3 separate regions of the Arachis hypogaea genome follow, and regions 2 and 3 are each linked to region 1. Evidence: chromatin contacts called from public Hi-C data. All regions are on one chromosome and are shown on one strand. The core of a region is the stretch at or near the end of the contact, and the rest is flanking DNA. Distances in the headings are between cores, read along the strand shown.

What was found. Hi-C and Micro-C count contacts between places; a contact is called where the count stands out from the background.
Region 2: a Hi-C map of leaf shows a contact between it and region 1, with 2.1 times the contacts expected there. The contact joins the promoter of LOC112776280 here to the enhancer-like site in region 1. A contact is called at or near these places in 3 of 8 Hi-C or Micro-C datasets (all in leaf).
Region 3: a Hi-C map of an unstated tissue shows a contact between it and region 1, with 3 times the contacts expected there. The contact joins the promoter of LOC112776091 here to the enhancer-like site in region 1. A contact is called at or near these places in 3 of 8 Hi-C or Micro-C datasets (leaf and an unstated tissue).

Annotation. Positions count from the first base shown.
Region 1 is chr19:144,550,645-144,555,095 of arahy.Tifrunner.gnm2.J5K5, reverse strand. No RefSeq gene overlaps it. Among protein-coding and RNA genes, the nearest start is that of LOC112776575, 44 kb to the left of the region's middle. Within about 2 kb of position 2,670, at least 3 of the 3 cell types and tissues checked have open chromatin away from gene starts, as enhancers often do.
Region 2 is chr19:144,450,334-144,454,784 of arahy.Tifrunner.gnm2.J5K5, reverse strand. It overlaps LOC112776280 (ras-related protein RABF1), which reads left to right and starts at 2,071. Exons shown (of 8, transcript XM_025820376.3): 1 at 2,071-2,456; 2 at 2,679-2,755; 3 at 3,057-3,140; 4 at 3,336-3,430; 5 at 3,553-3,658; 6 at 3,887-3,976; 7 at 4,069-4,155. The coding sequence starts at 2,432.
Region 3 is chr19:144,628,989-144,633,439 of arahy.Tifrunner.gnm2.J5K5, reverse strand. LOC112776091 (ATP synthase gamma chain 1, chloroplastic-like) reads right to left here and starts at 2,292. Exons shown (of 1, transcript XM_025820075.3): 1 at 1-2,292. The coding sequence starts at 476. It overlaps LOC112776092 (a long non-coding RNA gene), which reads left to right. Exons shown (of 3, transcript XR_003189789.3): 2 at 3,267-3,491; 3 at 3,572-3,992. LOC112780095 reads left to right here and starts at 4,050. Exons shown (of 6, transcript XM_025824434.2): 1 at 4,050-4,451.

The DNA.
Region 1 (4,451 bases), core at 1,421-3,920:
GAAGTATTTACCTTAAAGTATTCTAGAAAGAAGAGAGTTAGGTTGAGTCATGATTTTTCAGCACTGTTTATCCCAAAGAGCCAGATTTTGAGTCCTGAGATCTTTGAAATCAATCCCTCATTTTTTCTTAGGCCTAGTCATCTTATCCCAACTAATCCACACCATTTGTCTTTCAAAACTTTGTTGCCCCCACCAAAACTGAGTTAGAATACTATGAATTTTATTTAGCAAGTTATCCAGAATTTTAAAACATGATCATGTGTATATTGGTATGACTTCACCAACTGCTCGGTGTAATACTTGTCTTTCTCCATTAGATAACAAGCACATTTTCCATCCTTGTGTCCTTTTGAGAACCTTATCTTGATTGAGTTGAATGTGGCTTTCTTAGAGCAGTTGACAAGGAAAGGTAGACCCAAATATTTATCCTGTGCACCTACGTGAGAAATATTCAATTGGGATGCTAGGAAGGTTATAATCAGCTCTAAAGTGTTATTACTGAAAAATAGGGCCAATTTATTAAGATCAACTCTTTGCCCACTGAAAATTTTATAAGATTCCAATAATTCTAGAATAGAGAGACAATTATTTTTCGAGGCTTTACCGAACATAATGGAATCATCAGCGAATAGCAAGTGATTTATAGTTGGGCATCTTCTGTTTATCTGAATTTTTGAATGAGACTGTTTTGCTCTGCTTTGTGTAGCAAGAAAGAAAGTCTTTCTGTACATAATAAACAAAGAAAAGAGGATAGAGGGTCACCTTGACAGGTGCCTCTATTTGGTTTTAAAAAAATTATAGGGTTGAACTTCCACAACAACAGAGTAAAAAATGGTTGTCAACAATTCACGAATCCAGTCAATGAATCTCGATTCAAAACCCAACTTCTCCATAATAAACCATAGAAAATGCCACACCATCCTGCCGTAGGCTTTACTCATATCAAACTTGAGTGCAATTTCATATTTCAAATCTCGCTTTTTTTTTGTTTTAAGGTAGTGTGTACAATTGTGTACTATAAGAATGTTATCAGAAATAAGTCTACCTTTCAAAAATGCACTTTAAGTAGGGCTAATTACTTTGTTCATACACCTTTAAAATCTGTGGACCAGTATCTTCGAAATGATTTTATAGACAACTAATGAGGACAAACTGATGGGCCTTATCTTAGTCATATCACTCAGAACAACTGAAAATTTGAACAACAAAATCATCATTCCATACCAATGCAAGTCCACCCGCACTACCAAAAGGATCAACAATTTGCCAATTAGAGTAGTTACAAGCCCTGAATGATAAAGAAAAACCAACTCAGAGAAGTGGGATTGAACTATCCCTTTAAGGTTGTGAACTGTTAGGGATCTCCCCGAATTCCGACAACTCTATGATAACATTCTCATGGGTCTTGGGGTGTCATTGACCGGCTAGCACTCTCTACCTTCTGATCAACCATATGTTCTTGTTGAACACACATCTTCTTGGTCACAAGCTCTATACATGCTTCCAGTCTCTTAAGAAGTCTTTTTCTGCCACAAACACCAATTTCTCCTCTTTTTCCATGCTCCTTGAATTTGGATGTGGATTTACTTCTCTTTTGAATTTATGATACAAATAAGGATGTGATGATAGAAAGATAGAAAGATAAAAAGAATAAAATGAGTGAAAAAAGGAGAGAAAGTGATAAAAATGGATTCAGATAAATAAAAGATTTGAAAGAATAAAAAAAAATTAAAAAAATTAAGGTTGAAAAGAAAGAAAGAAAAAGAAAAATTCGTAAAACGACAGCAAAAAGAGTACATACTCTTTATACTCCATTTCAACATTTTTACTTTAAATTTTATTTTAGAATAAACCTCCAAAAGTATTATATATAAAAATTTAAAAAAAAAAGTTGCAAAAAAAAATTTATAAAAGATAAAACCTTAACAATCACATAAGATGATCTCTATTAGCTAAAAACAAATGTTAAAGTTTTGTCCTAATGCTAGAGTAAAAGATAAGATGGCACATAAAGCAGCTAATAACTTTTGGTATTGAATCGAAATAATATTAGATGATTATTATGAAGTGAGTTTTATTTTATATAATTATTTTTATCAATATTTTTAAAAATATTTACTGGTTTATTTTGATACTTTAGCCTTTATTTTAACTGTTAGATGAGAATTTTTTGGGTGTCTAGTTAGATGGGAATTGCCACCAAATTTTATGCACATCGTTTTTTCTTTGGACAGATAAGTTTTTTTTATTGTCTATGACAGGTTAACGACTAATCCGTTACTACATATACACAGCAGAATTCGAACTCTTTTAACTCACTCATTTATTTAAGCGAATAAGTGAGCTGACTCGACCAATCCAAATTAATTCTTTGAATTGGTATTTTTTTTGGTTTTTTTTTTTTTTTTGTCAGGCTGGTATACTTGAACTGGTAATGTATTCCTACATGGATACACTATTTTTGTTTTGGATGTCGAGATGAATGCCTATAAGGATTAGTGCTGTTTACCACTGCCTTTTTGTTCAATACTGAAAGTAAAAAACTGAAAAACATGTTTTTTTTATGATGAGAAAAACCTTAATTTGGAGTTGGACTACTTACTTTGTGATGTTTGAAAGATGGATCGTCCGTGGTGAGGCCTTGAGCCCAGTTTAAATTATATGGTTCTCTTTTTTTGGAAAGCTGATTATATGTTCTTCTTAAATCATATTCTGGGCCGTATAAAAATCTCATGGATGGCAACTTCATGAAAACAAAAAAGATGACGCATAAAAAGTTAAAAACACATAGTTCACGATAAACCTTCCTATTTAAATTGTAATCCTTTATTGTGGCCCATAACAATGACCAAAACAAAAAACAAACAATACACCTTCAAGAGGGAATACCGAATCGCCAACCTCAAAGCAAAGAAGCTTAGAAGCAGCCCTCTCAGGCCGAGCTGATGACGATCCTAAAGAGTGAAGCACCCCGAAAATTGGCAGCAGCAGAACAACGAAAGCTTGCACAGCGGGACCCAGTCAATATCATGAGAGAGTGAAGAGGATAGGTATCTTAGATACCACACCAATTGAAGGAAGGTAGTCCCTAATTCCTCTCCTGGTTACATCGCAAACAATCTTCACTTGACAGGGGAGGAGATGGAGGAGAAAGCGTTCAGCAATGTCGCTGAGAGTGAGAGGGAGACTGCAGCTGGAGGGAATATAATTTTACTATGTTATGCATTAATCAAATTAGTTGAAACTTTGTAGCTAACTTTTTCAAAATAAAGTTTATAGTGTAATTTATGAATCTTGCATGTTAATTTTATTAGAAAAACATTTTTTTAAATAATTACCAAAATTAGTTCATGAGAATTTTAAAATTAGAGATTTTAGTCCGTCAGATTTTAAAATATATAGAATAGTTTCTAATGTTTATCTCCAATAGCAGTTATCCTCTGTTAATCATTAATGATGATTGCTAATGTGAAACATTAACTAATACAGATAGCTGTTAAGTGTCCACATGCACGAACTAGCTAGATAAATCAGTCCTCACGGTGAAAGATAAAACAGTTTCCGAAAAATTTAAAAAGTTTTAAAACAGTTCTTGAAAAAATTTAAAAGGAAAAACAATCATTTATACTGATGAACTTTACGAACACGGACAAAATTACCCACTAAAGAAGGAAACTAATGTTATACCTATCAAAGGTTGGTTTCGTATGACAAAAATACCCAAATTCTAATTTTTTTTGTTGACTTTTTAATAAAATTTTCAAATTACCCACACTCTTTATCTTCAACTTCATTTCTATTCCCTCTTCTTTCCCAAATCCCTTGTTTCGAAGCACCTCCGCCAACACTTTCAACAAATCTTGCAGCCCAAACACCCCACTTTCATTTTTCACCATTACAAAGTCCTCATTCCCCTTCCCTTCCCCGTAACCCTCCTATGTTCGAATCCCTTTCTTTGTCATCCCTACACCCGCCACCGATCCCTCTCCTTCCGGCGGCTTGTAACTTATTATACTCGTCACATGAATGTCCATCATCGAATACATATTGTTTATTCTGTCCATCATCAACCCAAACTCATCGTTCTTCCACCACGCCTTTACGAACACAAACAGAAGCCTGATTCCGCCGCTGAGGAGGCTGGATAGGTAGCCGACAGTAGCCACGAATACTCCAAACTTCACATGTTTCACCAAGTCAAGCGCAATCATGCGAGAGAAGAGGTAGCGGTCGCACCGAGACCGTCGTCAAAATTGAAGAAGGGGATCGCGCCGAGAGAACAACTCACGGTGGTGGAGTCGTGCGATACAACGGCTGCCGGTGAGGCGGGGCCTTCGATGATGACGTTCGATTTGACGATGATGTCATCTTCGGGAGGTTCGTGTAGCAACAGGGAGACGTTTCGAAGGGTAACAGTTGAGGATTGGAAGCAAAAGTGGCGGACAACGGAG
Region 2 (4,451 bases), core at 822-3,321, 100 kb after region 1:
TATTAGGTGAGGGAGTTGGGTTTTTTCGCTTGTTTAAAACTACTTTTGACACATCCTCGTCCCTCATGTATTCTAGAGAAATCTAATGGATTTCCTCCATGGACTTCACATCTTTTGAGGTGGGATGTCTTCTGAAATCTCCTTCAAGTAGTTCAGCTATGAGACAGAAGCAAACAACTTCAGGAGTTCGTGTGTTGACTTCCAAAAGTGCCTTATTGAACTGATCCAGATAATCTCGTATGCTTTTCCTAGTCCTTTGCTCTATACCAAGTAGGGAAATCGGATTAGCTTGGGTTTGCCTCATTGTGAAGTGAGAAAGAAACTTGATCTTGATATCGTTAAATGAAGAAATGGAACCAGAAGGCAAGGTGTTAAACCATGCCATTGTCGGTTCTAATAGCGTGACTAGAAATGCTTTGCATCTTATTGCATCCCCACAGATGGCACCGTTGTTTAAAAGTGTTTTTGCTCTTCTGAGTTTAGGACTTATTTAAACAAAATTATAGAGAGTAGGTTGGAGACACGATATTGCCGCCATCATCCTATTCTGAGTTTCTAATGTCCCAAGTTCATCATTCCCAAAGGTGTTCCTGCAAGGACTCCGATGCCTAAATTAACATGGGTCGCAAGAGGAACTAAGTTAGAAATCATATAGTGCACATATTTTGAATAATGCATATATTGTAAGGTTGTGATGTTACAAGCTTTTCTTATGCGGGTTGCTCTTTTCATGAGCTACTCTCATCATAAGATACTTGATGTCTTATTGTAGTCTCCTACCCCTTCCAAATTTATGTGCTCCTGGGGATCATACTTTCCTTCATATTTGAGATCTGTTGGTTTGTCGAAATGCTTAGGCAATCTGACTTGGAGGACATGTGAGACAAACTGGGTTTGTCCCATGATTACATGTTCCCTAGAATCCCTATATCGTCTAGGACTTGGGCTCCTGTTCGGAGTCTATTTCCTTTTAGACTGGGCAGACTGGGAATTAGTTCCCTCTTACCGAGTTCGCCGATGATCACCCTCATGCCAATAACCTTGAGATCTTTCCAGGGTCATCCTTTCCTGGCTATTTCGTCGATATCTAGCTGTATGGCTTCGAGATCGGCATCGCTGAGTTTGCGAACGTTCTTCAAGCTTACGTTCTAACTCATGCATCTTACGCTGCATTTCCTGCATCTTGTGACGCATTTCTTGCATTGCATGGGCATAGTCTACCAGTCCTAATCTGACAATGCAGCGAGCTCTAGTATTGTGCTCGAACCCTATGGGATTTGATGTTTATCAGTGGAATTGGGATCAGTTTCACGACCATCCTCGTGGTGCTTTTCCTTGTGAAGCGTGTTCTAATCAACGGTGGATTGAATTTTGTGATCGGCCATAGTTATGAAACAATTTTAGGGTCCCTACAGACGGTGCCCATGTTCGTACCTAGAGGTTGATACGAATTTATGAGTTATCGAGATCCCGAGATGGATTGTTTTCGCACCAGTCCAGAGGGCAACCTGTAAATGCACTCCAAAACTTAAGTCAGTAGAGTTCTTAGTAGAGATAAAGAATATGTGTGTTACCTGCTTGTGGAGCCCACGTTTTATATATTTTCTTAGTATTCGTTAAGTATTTACTGCCTTGAATATACATTTTATCTCATTTACCCGCCATTTTACCGATTCAATATTATTTTTTAATTCTTACGTTATTCACATTCTTTGTAATGCTGGTAATGTATGATTCCGTTTCGTGTGGTCAAATTCTCGATACTTATTATCATCTAGAACAAGATGCATTGCAAAATAATGAATTGAATCAAATCGGATCGGTTATGTTAAGTAATAAGAAAATTCATTCAATTTCATTCTAGTAGCATCACTTTTGAGTTTGAGAATATTGAGATAACTATAATTTGTTAAGAGATAAGTTAGCAAAAATTTTTATGAATTAATAAGTGTTCTAAAAATATTTATTAAAATAAATATTAAAATTAAAATTTTAATATATTAATGGTATTAAAAAATGAAATTCTTAATTTGCAATATATATAAAATATTCATAATATAATTAATAACTGAGCTAACAAAATTTATTAATTTAATCACATTTAGTCATTATTTTGCGACGAGATTATCCGCCGTCGAAATTCTTGTCCTCACGAAGGCAACGATTTTCACACGGCAGAAAGAAACAGAGCAGAAACAAAACAAATCATCTCAAAAACTTTTCATACTTTGAAGTCAGTTTCAACTTCCAACTTTACAATCAAACCTTCCATTAACGAACCCTTAACTGTACCAGATTGTGTGCTTTGTTGGCCCCAATTTCTTTTTGGGACTCCAACAACCATAACAAAACACACGCACAAAAGGATCCAAATTTCATAGCGAGTGCTGTGAGTTGTGACCGCATCTTCCATTTCTCTCCTCTCTGAACCATGGGCTGTGGCTCCTCCACTCTAGGTACACACAATTCTTTTCAATTTTTATCCAAATTCTTAATTTTTTAGGTTAATTTAGCTCGTGAGCTGAAAAGGGGATTTAAAAAGTTTGGATTTTTCGAGTAATTTTGCTTTTGATTTTGATTTGGGGGTTTTGGTTTATCGGGGTTGGGGCAATTTGGAACATTTTTTTTTGTTCTTGTTTTTAGGTTTGACGAGGGTTTCTGGATGAAATTGAATACAGGTAGGGATTCGAGACCGCTTGGTCGAGACAATTCTGAGAATGGTGGAGGGCAGGACGCCAAGAACCTTCGTGTTAAGGTATTTTATGGATAATGATATTTTTTTCTAAAAATTTTGATCTTGTACGTTTGAATTCGTTTTTTATTAGAAAAGGGAAGTCAGGGAAGTTTCGGTTTTTTTTTTTCGTGTGTGTGTGTGTTGTTGGGGGGGGGGGTGGTTTAAGTTTGGAACTTATTTATTTCCTGGATTTTGTTTACGTTGTGATCAATTATTTAGCTAAACTTAATTTTAATGATGCCGTTAATTGTTAAACCTCCGATATTTTGTTGTTCAATTTTACAAGGCCCAATAACTAACCTTCAAATGTTGTTGAACACAGCTTGTTCTCTTAGGTGATTCTGGCGTCGGTAAAAGCTGTATTGTTCTACGGTTTGTCCGTGGTCAATTCGATCCAACATCCAAGGTACCAATATTGCTTCCGTTACTTCTCTCCAAAACACTTACATAAATTTTCCTAATAAATCTGAGGTAAACGTGTTTATATGGTGTTTGGTCATGCTAAATGCAGCTAAGCTATGCACATTGTCTTTCAGATAGATATGTTATGAAAATTACTTGATAATAGGATTCTTATCTCCTTTAGACTTTGTAATATAAGGTAACTGTTGGAGCATCTTTTTTGTCGCAAACGATAGCACTGCAAGACTCTACAACAGTTAAGTTTGAAATATGGGATACTGCTGGTCAAGAGAGGTAAATCCCTTTTTCTTTCCAGATTACACAGTATATTATTATACAGACAATTTGGAGAACTCAGCTAATGTTATGTTTCTCATCTGGAAATAAAATTTGACTGCTAATGAAATCTATTTCAGGTATGCTGCATTGGCACCCCTATATTATCGTGGTGCAGCGGTTGCAGTTATTGTCTATGATATTACAAGCCCGGAATCTTTCAGCAAAGCACAATACTGGGTTAAGGTAGTTTGGTAGTTATCACATGGTTCTATATTGTGATTTCTTTTTGGGTTTAGTCATTAGGATGTGGGAATCACTGCGAAGTCCTCCCCCTTTGAACTAGCCCTTTGAGTTAGGCTTACAATTCTAAGAATATCTTTTTGTCTGTTACATTGATTAGATTGGAATAGCTTGAGTTTCTACATTTTCTGTCAATTTGTTTCAGGATCTAAAGTATTGTTAATTTTGTAGGAGCTACAAAAGCACGGAAGCCCTGAAATAGTTCTGGCATTGGTTGGTAATAAAGCTGATCTTCATGAGAAGCGAGAGGTGGCTGTTCAGGTATTGCAATACTCCTCAATATATTTCTATTTTTCATTAGAGACTCGAGTCTCTTGTTTTCTCATAGAGTATACTTCATTGTTTCCGTGAAGGATGGCATTGACTATGCAGAGAAGAACGGAATGTTCTTTATAGAGACATCTGCAAAGACAGCAGACAACATAAATGAACTCTTTGAGGTACTTTGATGTTTTTCCCCCCTTCCAATTTATTAATTTTCAAATTAATCATGACTTTTTTTGATAAGGATAGGAATGGATGAACAATAGTGTAAATATTCTAATTATTAGGATGTCCGTGATTGCATGTAACATTCAGTAAGTTGTTGATTGTTTAGAATATGTATGATTGTTGTTTTATTCAAAGAGATTTAACTATTTAAGTATACATGGGTACAGTTATGATTTATGAAAGGCACCCTATTGTCGTTTGGTCTATTTAGTTGACTCTACCAAGTGGGATAACACTTCTTTGT
Region 3 (4,451 bases), core at 1,043-3,542, 79 kb before region 1:
TTCACCAATGACACAAACTTTGTGTATAAGAGTTCTACTTTGTCAACCTCTTCACTGATAAACAACGAGAAGGCATCATCAGCAATTGCCTGAGTCTCTTTCGCATTTGGGAGTGATCCTCCTTCTAAAAACCGATCAACTGGTATATAAGGCCTACGGAGGAAGTAAGAGTTACCCTTCTTGCCAACACTAATGATAGTGTAGTCAAGACCAAGATCCTTCAATTCAGCAATTCTTTCTTCGGCTTTCTTGATGATGTTATTGTTGAAACCACCACAAAGACCTCTATCACCAGTGCACACAACCAGTGCTACCTTCTTCATTGGCCTAACTTTTGTGAGTGGGACATCAATTTCCTCAGTTTGGAGCTGCTCGTTGATGTTGTAAAGGACCTCAACAAGAGTCTCTGAGAAGGGTCTTCCATTAACAACAGCTTCTTGAGCCCTTCTGACTTTAGTGGCAGCAACAAGCTTCATTGCTTCTGTGATCTTCTATGTGTTCTTGACAGATTCTATGCGGTTTCTGAGCTCTCTGAGACCACACTGTACTTGGGTGACAGAAGAACGTGAGAGGCTGCATGAGGGTGAGTTTTGTGAAGGGAGCTGAAAAGGGTTGATAACAGAATGGAAGGAGAGGTTGGAGGCATCAGAAAGAGAAGGTTTTGAGGACACCAACATAGTGAGATTGGAACAAGACATTATTGCAGATGGAGTAAAGGCTAAGCTATTATTGGAACAAGAAACCTATTAACATTAATATATTATTAAACTATTAAACTATGGTTATATATTATATCAACCATAGGTTTAGTGAGAAAAAGGTTTGGTTGTAGTTGTTTCTTGTAATCTTGTACTTATGGTTTGCAGTTCCATTTGATAATTTTGGCTGGTTGATGTGTCTAAAGATGTGGGTTTTTTTTTCTTTGAGAAAAAGGAAGGAGGGGGCATTCTATTTTTTCAAGTGTGTTACCCATTGGCTAATATTATGGTTAATTGAAAAATGCAGCCAGCAGTTCAAAAATAAATAAATAAACTGACATGAACACATTTGGAAATTTAGCTTCATTGAACTAAGCTAGAAAGTTGCAGCTCTTTAATTACAACTTTTATGAATATAATGTTTACCCAAGTAACTATTCTCTATATATGTCACTCTTTCTATGGTTGATTTTAGGTGTTAGGTTATGACTTGATGATTGAACTTGGTAGGGATGAATATGGTATTTCGTTACTTAAGACTGAAATAATAACATTAAAAGGTTCAATTGACACTGAGGAAGATGCCCTGTCTTAATTATTTTGATGAGCATGGAGTTATATGAGACGTTATGTTCTTAGTGATTGACTCATTAGTGATATTTTTAGTGATTGACTCATTAGTGAGGTTGTAATTCAAATTGGTCCACTTTAATCATTTTCTTCTTGATTTGGTACCAATTTACTGTTTTGTTTTGTGTTAGTGATTTTTAGAATCATATGTAATAATTTGGATTTTTTTGAGAATTATGATGTTTATGTATTTTATTTAAAATGAAGAGATGATAAAGCATTTTGTGAATTTTTGGCTTTTCTTGTCTTCGTGGTAGACCAAGTGAAAGTGACTTGTATATTACTACAAAAGATTTTATCATCTTTTCTATTATTAGAACAATTGATAACAAGTTAATGGAATTTGTATAACCCAAAAACTGTACCTCTGACTTAGTGATGTGCATTAAGCCGTTTTCTTAATTTATTGTATTTTATTTTTCTATTTCAAAGGCCAATGATTAGTTTAGAATTAGCCTGACTCCAGTCTTTGCTAATGACTTGCACCTATAAAACTGGTCAAAATTAGCTGTAACAATTATTTTTTGATCAGATGTTTAATATGGTTAAATGTTCATGTTCATTGATACTCAAAAATCTAATTTTTAGGTTAATGTGATTTTTGTTGATTTCTCATAATGTGGGCATTTGTTTATTTTCTGATGATATGAATCTCCTTTATTTTTCTTTTTTCATTTTCAAGGGAAACAATGAAACAAAGAGTTTTGTTTTCCATTGTTCAGCATCTGTCACAATCCAATTGCATCTTTATGGTTATTTTTGGCTGCACAAGAATAAATATATTTATAGTTACTTTCACATGTATGTGATCACATATGACACTTCCATCATATAATGTTATGGGAGGATATTAACCACATATATATATATATATATAGCTAGTAGGGGTATTCAAAACCGATCCGGACCGAAATAAACTGACGGACCGAACCGAAAAATCGAGAACCGAATTAACCGAAAACCAAAAAAACTGAAAAACACTAATTTTGCTGTTTTTTGTGCGGTTCGGTTTGGTTTTCGGTTTTGACTCTGAAAACCCTAACCGAACCGAACCGAACCGGTTCGGAAAAAACCCTAAAAATGCCTAACCCCACCCCCCAGACCCCCACTCCCCAAATGAACAAAGTTGCTGCCTGCGCGAGTGTGAGAGCGCCCCCCCCCCCCGGCCGTCCCTGGCCCTAACCCCCCAAACTCCCAATCCGTAACCTGCGGCTGCGCTCTCTACTCTCTAGTCTCTACTACTCAATCGCTCTCGCTCTCTCTTCTCCAAATCCCCAAAGCACGACGCCACCCACAGCACCACGCCGAAGCCTTCCTCTTCACGGAGACGCCACCAACAGCACAACGCCGTCGCCCACGCACAGCACCACGCCGTCGTCGTTGAGATGCCACCACCCAGCGCCAGCAGTGTTTCTGGGTTCTCCCACTCAGCGCCACTATCATCAGTTCAACCCACTCCCAGCACAGCAGCACCTCCGAGTCTCCCAGTCAGCCTTCCTCCCAAGTCAACATGGAGCCCGAGCCACCGATTCAGGTAATTTGCTGTTTATTGATGTTTACTGTCAATATGGAGCCCGAGTCAATATGAACCATTTGCTGTTTACTGGTGGTTGCTGTTTAGTGTTTATTACTGTTTATGGTTGCTATTTATTGTTGTTTAATTTGAACCATTTCAAGTTAATATGATTGCTGTTTATTGCTGTTTAATTTGCTGGTTATTAAATTATTGTTCAGTGTATTGAGATCAGTGTATTGTTCAGTTTATTATTGATAATTTGGTATTGCTGGATTGCTGGTTATAGATTTATTTTTCAGTTTATTGCTGGAATGCTGGATTAATAGAAACATAAACGGTTAATTTATAATCTATGTTATTGAAAAGAAGTTTGATTATCATAGTAATGCAGTTTCTAAATGGCATAATAATCAATCATGCAGTGATCTATCCTATAACTTTTTGGAAGGAGCAATCCCAGAAAGTCTTGGAGAGTTGACATCATTACAGAGACTATAAGATTGTCTAAAGTTGAAGAAATGAAACTTATAAGACAATGAGAAATCAGTACTAAAGTTGTGTGGATGCAGGAACCTAAATGGGAATAGGCTGTCTGGAAGTGTTCCAGCAAGTCTAGGAGGAAGACTATTGCACAGAGCTAGCTTCAAGTATGTTATGTTATTATGAATGGATGATTAATGTTCAGAATAACACAATGTAATGTTGATATTGTTTTGGGTGCACGCAGTTTTACGGATAACAGAGGACTGTGTGGTATACCTAGTTTACCTAGCTGTGGACGTGGTCTCTCTGGGGGTGATAGAGCGGGCATTGGATTAGGTGTTAGTTTCATGGCGGTGGCACTTGTGGGGGGGGGGGTCAGTTTGCTGGTGGAGAAGGCGCAACAACATTCTGAGAGCTCAACAAATTGCAGGAAAGTCAGCAGCATATTAATCCATTCATCTCAATGTCTATATATTCAATGTCTCTTTATTATTAGAATGTATAACTATTAGAATGTCTCTTTATTATTAGAATGTATATATTCAATGTCTATTAATCCATTCATCTCAATGTCTCTTTATTATTAGAATGTATAACTATTAGAATGTATAATTAGATTAGAATGATTTTCTACTAGTGCTATATTATTATTATTATTATTATTATTATTATTATTATTATTATTATTATTATTATTATTATTATTATTAGCTATTGTGTATTTGTGTTTGTCGATTTCAATGTTATGATTTTGTGAAATAGTATGGTAATATATTTTTTTTGAATTATTGAAAAAACCGAACAAACCGAACCAAACCAAACCGAATTTAATTGGTTTGGTTTGGTTCGGATGGCTTCGAGAAAAAAACCGAACCAAACTGAACCGCACTTTAATTAAACGATTGGATCGGATGACTTTTCTCTCAAAAACCAAACCAAATTGTACCGCACCCCTAATAGCTAGCTAGTTACTACAAAATTAGAAGCTTTATGTGCAAATTTAAAGTTTAAATTGGTCCTGCACACTTTATTCAAGCTTTAAGTGTTGAATTGCGCTTGGTATTTCAGTCTACAGATTGGAGATATGCTGCGGAGCAGTTTGTGAAGAAACTTCCTGATAAAGT